Regions from separate parts of the Mus musculus genome. Here region 2 is linked to region 1. The links are chromatin contacts, called in public HiChIP or PLAC-seq maps. All regions are on one chromosome and are shown on one strand. Each heading gives the region's core, a stretch centred on a gene start, on an enhancer-like site or on the middle of the called end of the contact. The rest is flanking DNA. Distances are from core to core; before and after follow the strand shown.

Region 1 (2,985 bases), core at 450-2,949:
CCTTGAAGCCTGGGGGCTGACCAGGGATGTTTGGATATGGATGGCCTGACTTAGCTGCTGGCGAGGTAAGGTCCATCGGACTTGAGATGACTTCTATTTATTTCTTTGTCCTTTTTGATTTTGACGGAGGTTCTCAAGTCATCCAAGCTGACCTCACATTTGCTTACGTACCCAAGAATGAACTTCCTTCAACTTCTGGTCCTCCTGCCTCTCACCCTTCCAAGTACCGGGCGAGGTGTGGGCCATCACGCCTGGGTTTCTGAAGCACTCGGCTTTGTGCAAGACTGACCGGCACTCTACTTTTTAAGCTGTGCCTGTTTAAATCATCCAGAACACGCACACGCGTGATTTCAGTGTTTCAGAGATTCGTACTGAACATTATTTACTTTGGTTTGGCTGCGTGCTTGTGTGCACACCACATACATGCCTGGGGCCCTTGGAAGCCAGGAAGAGGATGCCAGATTCCCTGGAACTGGAGTTCCAGATGGTTGTGAGCTGCCATGATGTGCATGCTGGAAATCACACTTAGGTCCTCTGCAAGAGCAAGCAAGTTATTTCTATTACTTTAAACTGTGTGTGATATATCTGTGTGTGGGGTGTGTGCACCTGAATGCAGTGCCCTTTCCAGCCAGGATCCAGTATTTTTAGATTAACCCCCCAAATTTCTATATAAGAACTGTGTAACTTCAGGCTGGAGAGATGGTTTGGTAGTGAAGAGCACTTGCTTTTACAGAAGACCCAAATTAAGTTCCCAGCCTATGGCAGGCAGCTCACAACTCCAGCTGCAGCTCCAGTTTCAGGGGCCTCTGACCTCTCTAGTTACTGCTGGCACCTGTACTGACGTTCATAGACCCACAGACACACATATACACAACATTTAAAACAAAATAAATATTTTTCTTTTTTTTTTTAAAGAGTTGTGGAATTTACACTGTGTGTGTGTGTGTGTGTGTGTGTGTGTGTGTGTGTAATAGAAACTTCTCAAGTCTTCCACACGTCTCCTGTCCTTCTCATCTCCTCCCTCAACCTCTGTAGAACATTCGATACCTCGCATGGGCAGTAAGGTGCTCACAGCAGAGGGCTGTCTCTTACTGGGGGAGGTTTGCCTACTCACCAATGATAGGGATCAGTCTCTATAACAGAGCCAATAACCAGTCTGGGAGACCAGACAGAGGGAGCCTGGAAATGGATCTCTGAATTAAAAATACCACCTTGCTGTGAAATCTATTTTATAAGAGGAAGAATGGGCTGGGGCTCCCTAGGTTAGTGTTTTATGGCCTTCTGTTGGAGGCCTCTGTAGAGAAAAACCCTTTCTGAACTTCAAAGACCCTCCAGAGGACAGCCACTTGCTGTTGTTACCTCTCCTGGGTCAGGAGGGAGGTGGCCCCCACTGTTCTCAGGCTTCTGTGGCTCCTGACAGAAAAGATGCTCCCATAACACTCTCCAGAGCCCAAGCCCCCTTGTCTGGAAGCTTCTCCTGAGCCTCTATACTTACATGCTCCCCCAAACCTTTCCTCTCCAGCAAGGAACAAGTGTGTGTGTGTGGGGGGGGGAGGCAGTTGGCATCTGTGTGCTCAGTCCCACCTCTATACAGCTGGGGGGCCACATCCCCATGGTCTGAGGCTGGCCTAGGCCTGAGCAGTATCCTTACCACACACCCTCTCACACAGGCACATAGCCATTCTTCTCTCCGCTTTTCTGACAGGAGTCAGCTGGGCTGGCTGAGGCCAGGAGTGGTGGTTTCTCAGGAGCCTGTTTCTGACTGCCTGCTTAAAACTACCGTTTCCTGCCACCTGGGAATGAAAGTGTACCCAAGAGCCACACCTGCTCCTCAGCCTTATCTCCTGTGAAACCCTCTGGGGCCAGGGTGGTGGTGGTGGTGATGGTGGTGGGGAACCCCGGAGTACAGTAAGTCCCTCCAAGGCTGGCTACTTCTAGTCCCCCTACTTTATCATCTCCCATTATGCATGGGCCCCTGACCAGTGGACTTTCTCTCTGGAACAGCTGGTGATCCAGCTGTGGTGACTGTGACGGTCCTCTGGGCCACATAACTGCCATTTTGGGGAATTCAGTTTCACCCCCTTGTAAAAGATCATCCCAGCTAGGTTTGTCATGGAGGGGTGGGAAGAGTCCCGCAGTACTCAGTTGTGGCCTACTACTTGTTATACACAACTCTGTCTTCCTTATACATACTGGGCCTCGGGGCAGGGCTGGTTATACAGGGAGGGTGAAGACAGGGGAGAGAGGCTCTATCTATGTGGCTACAGGGAAGCCCTCATCTCTGCTGGGCAAAGTCTTTCCAGGTGAAGTGTTTCTGTGGGGAGAGCCCACACCCTGATAAGTAACCTCTACTCTGTAGGGAAGCCCAATAAACATTGCTCTCCCAGAATGACCTTTGCTGGAACCATGCCTTGGTTTGCCATTGGGACCTTAAGAATTTCAGCAACACCAGTCTGTTTTTTAAAGATAGGGTCCTGGAACTCACAACGTAGACCATGCAGGCCTCCAACTCACAGCGATCTAGCTGCCTCTGCCTCCTAAGTACTGAGATTGAAGGCGTGTGCCGCCATCCACCCCACAGTAGCACCTGTCTTAAGAAACTGGCTCTGGTTGCCTTGGCCATTACTCAGTGTTTCTTATTAAGCAGGGCTGCTATGGAGAATTCTCAAGTCCCAGCTACTGACGGCTAAGTCAGGATAACACAGGGGATTCAAAAAAATCACAAACCAAATGAAAAGCTCTATTCTCTGAGAATCCTTGTCTGCATACACTCACTGATAATCACCAAATGATTTGTGTTCAGTATCACTCACCTGAAAGGAAGGTGCTAAGTATGCCTTAGCTCAATGCCAAGAGCAGAACAATGACTTCAGAAATACATTTTTCATTTCTTTAAAAAAAAAACCGAAACAAAACAAAACTTTATTGCGCATAAACCAGCCATTCCCTCTTGTGGGTCATGTTACCATCTTTCAAAAGAAAAAA
Region 2 (3,218 bases), core at 433-2,932, 300 kb after region 1:
GTTTTGGGCAATACCATGGTTCCTAGTGTCCTACAGATGCCGTCCAGTTTCCTCTAATTCTTGGTTAGCTTTGCTTTGGGTCTTTTGTGGGGAGATTTCTAGGGCTTGAGCCCCACGGGGAAGCCTCCCTCCCCATCCCCCAGTGTGCTAGCAGATCTCCCTCCCCATCCCCCAGTGTGCTAGCAGATCTCCCTCCCCATCCCCCAGTGTGCTAGCAGATCTCCCTCCCCATCCCCCAGTGTGCTAGCAGATCTCCCTCCCCATCCCCCAGTGTGCTAGCAGATCTCCCTCCCCATCCCCCAGTGTGCTAGCAGATCTCCCTCCCCATCCCCCAGTGTGCTAGCAGATCTCCCTCCCCATCCCCCAGTGTGCTAGCAGATCTCCCTCCCCATCCCCCAGTGTGCTAGCAGATCTCCCTCCCCATCCCCCAGTGTGCTAGCAGATCTCGGGAGGTTGACTTGCTTGCGTGTGACTGTGTGACCTTTGACTTCTGTGGCCGGTATTTCTGCTTTTTTTCTAAGAACATTGTTTACAAGAGACCGAGCCTGACAAGCAATAACACCATCCCCAAGGACCTCTGTAATTTACTGCTCTGGATTCTCCCTGTGACCTCTCACGCAGCCCTTCACCCCGGCAGAGAGACTTCCCTAAAATTATTGCAAAAAAGACCAAGAGGGGCATCAGATAAGCATCTAGAAAGCCATGAGCTTGGTGATAATAATGCAAGTTCTAGAAACTGATCTGCCTCTCACAGGGAAGGTATTTCCTGCTCCCTGCCCCTGAGAGAAACACACAAGAAGCCCCTTTTCATGGCACAGCTTCATTTGCTATGTCTGCCAACTTGATAATTTCCACTATCATTTCCTCTTTCTCCTAGCCTATCCTTTATTTCTCTTCAGCCTTTAGTTTCTAAGCCCTCATGATGCTCCCGTCTCAGATCCATGGCACTGACATGACAGGCTCACACCGCCATGGCCCTTCCTTTTCACCTTTATTCCCCTCTCCCCCTGCCCGAGCATACATCCCTTACATCTGCCCACCCTTGTTCATTCACCTGCTTCGTCCTGCAGCCCCCACTCCATGCCCATGCCCTGGTCTTGCCACCATAGCTTCTTACCAACAGATGTCCTGACGTTGTCTTTGGCGGACTCGTGTGTCATCCTGTGGCCTGTCTTCTTTCTCTGTTCCCCAGGTGGGCATCAACTACCAGCCACCTACTGTCGTGCCAGGAGGGGACCTGGCCAAAGTCCAGCGAGCCGTGTGCATGCTGAGCAACACCACAGCAATCGCAGAGGCCTGGGCCCGCCTTGACCATAAGTTTGACCTCATGTACGCCAAGCGGGCCTTTGTACATTGGTATGTTGGAGAGGGTATGGAAGAAGGAGAGTTTTCTGAGGCCAGGGAGGACCTGGCTGCTCTGGAGAAGGATTATGAAGAAGTGGGGACTGATTCGTTTGAAGAAGAGAATGAGGGGGAGGAATTTTAAATATACACTTGCCCCATGACTATGCCTCTTTCTTTGTGTTGGTTCCACTCACAGCATGCTGGGTTCCTAGTGCTGCGTTCAGACACCCAGCTGCAGATGCACATGGTCTCTCCTGTTTTCTCCTCTTAGGATGCTGGGCTCACTCTTCTGTGGGGAAAAGGAAACCACAGAAAGAGAAAGTGACAGGCAGGCCTCTCAGTCCCAGCCTACTTCCTGTCCTACATAGACGGGCCCCTGACTCCAGCACCCAGGCATTGTGACCAGACACAAGGACACTGAACATACAGGGAACTCCCTCTGGAATAGAATATTTCATTACTGAAGGATGAAAGTGAACAGGTCACGAACATGGGGTTAAGAAACTTAATTCTAGTTTAGACTGAGTTGCCCTAAGACAGAGCCTGCTGTTGGAAGAATAGGACCACACCAGCAAAAACCCAGTCTGGGAAGATGCTGCAGAGAGATGGGATGGACAGACGCTTGTGTGATGGATCCACAGCACAGCCCTGACCTCGTCTGGATCGATCACATTCGTTCATCAAGAGTTTGAGTATCTCTATCCCTTTCCCTCTCGGGTGTGTTCCAAGACCCTCACTAGATGACGACCACCAAGAGTCCTGTCCCTGTACCTATGTCTGTCTGTCTGTCTGTCTGTGTTTTTCTATACTTACACACATTATGAAGTATAATTTAGACACCAGCACAGTGAGACATTAGCAATCACCATCAACAGACTGTAAGAACTAAGACAAAATTCTGTAATAAAAGTTATGCGAAGACCTGGGGTGTACAGTTCTGTGGTGAGCAAGTGCTTAGCACCTGTGACTGGGTTCATTTTCTACCACTGTACTCAGAGGGACAGAGCAGCAGATGTGTCTGCTTCCTCCTGTTTCCTCATCGGTGGATGTCATAACTCACTCTTCTATGGGAAAAGGAAACCATAGAAAGAGAAAGTGAAATGGATGGTGTCTGAAGTCTACTCTCTGACCCAGGCACTGTTAGCATCTGTTCCAAGGGTCAGAGAGTTAGAAACATGACAATTTTCTGCTTCCTAAATACATTTAAAAAAAATAGTAAGGTCACTTTAGATGGTGTTTAGAGATGTCAGAAAGTAATGACAGTATCTCGAGTGTCACTGTGGAAGGATGGAGTCCAGGACACATGAATCCAAGGATACTGCGCATGGGGAACAGCAATATGAAAACAGAAGGGGACACGTGTGTATGTTCCGACTGCAGGAGAGGCATTTGCTAGGAGGGTGGGAAGTCAGGTAGGCGCTGGAGTTTATCTAGCCTCAGAGGAAAAACACCGTGGATGCTTAGATATCTCTTAAGTGCAGCATAAGCACTTGAAGGCTTGAGGAAGGCTTCCACGATACCTAATCTTTTATCTACACCTTCTTCCATGTCCTCAACAATCTCAAGATGGAGTTTTGGGTCATTCTGTATGGACACAAGGATGGAGAGGTGACTGCTAGTGACAGCAAGGTAGAGTTCAGATGGGTCCCAACACCAGCCCCCTCTCCACTGGTCCTGCTCTTGTGTTCCTCATGAAATAGCCCACAGGAGAAACAAGCCTGCCGTTTGCTCAGGAGAGGATGGGAGGCACAGTGCATCCCTGCTGCCGACCGTGCAGGACTGCAGAAGCAATAGGAAGGATGTTTCATTTCCCGTGAGAGCTCCAGGGTTGAGCCTGTTATAGTATAGATCCTTGTGAGTCCAAAGAGAACCTC

The links. HiChIP or PLAC-seq counts read pairs in DNA pulled down with a chosen protein or histone mark.
Region 2: a contact with region 1 is called in an H3K27ac HiChIP or PLAC-seq map of large pre-B cells, with 3 times the contacts expected there. The contact joins two enhancer-like sites. A contact is called at or near these places in 5 of 39 promoter capture datasets (the C10 cell line, the HPC-7 cell line, embryonic stem cells and 2 more), 7 of 115 datasets of contacts at active chromatin or transcription factors (T-cell acute lymphoblastic leukemia, bone marrow-derived macrophages, embryonic stem cells and 4 more) and 1 of 9 other capture datasets (macrophages).

Annotation. Positions count from the first base shown.
Region 1 is chr6:120,928,827-120,931,811 of GRCm38.p6, forward strand. It overlaps Mical3 (microtubule associated monooxygenase, calponin and LIM domain containing 3), which reads right to left. Exons shown (of 32, transcript NM_001270475.1): 32 at 2,720-2,985. Among named protein-coding and RNA genes, the nearest start is that of Bid, 13 kb to the left of the region's middle. Within about 2 kb of position 1,700, at least 42 of the 459 cell types and tissues checked have an H3K27ac peak or open chromatin away from gene starts, as enhancers often do. A contact at or near this core is called in T-cell acute lymphoblastic leukemia, where this site is marked.
Region 2 is chr6:121,224,594-121,227,811 of GRCm38.p6, forward strand. It overlaps Tuba8 (tubulin, alpha 8), which reads left to right. Exons shown (of 5, transcript NM_017379.2): 5 at 1,193-1,505. The coding sequence ends at 1,486. Among named protein-coding and RNA genes, the nearest start is that of Tuba8, 15 kb to the left of the region's middle. Within about 2 kb of position 1,683, at least 93 of the 459 cell types and tissues checked have an H3K27ac peak or open chromatin away from gene starts, as enhancers often do. A contact at or near this core is called in T-cell acute lymphoblastic leukemia, where this site is marked.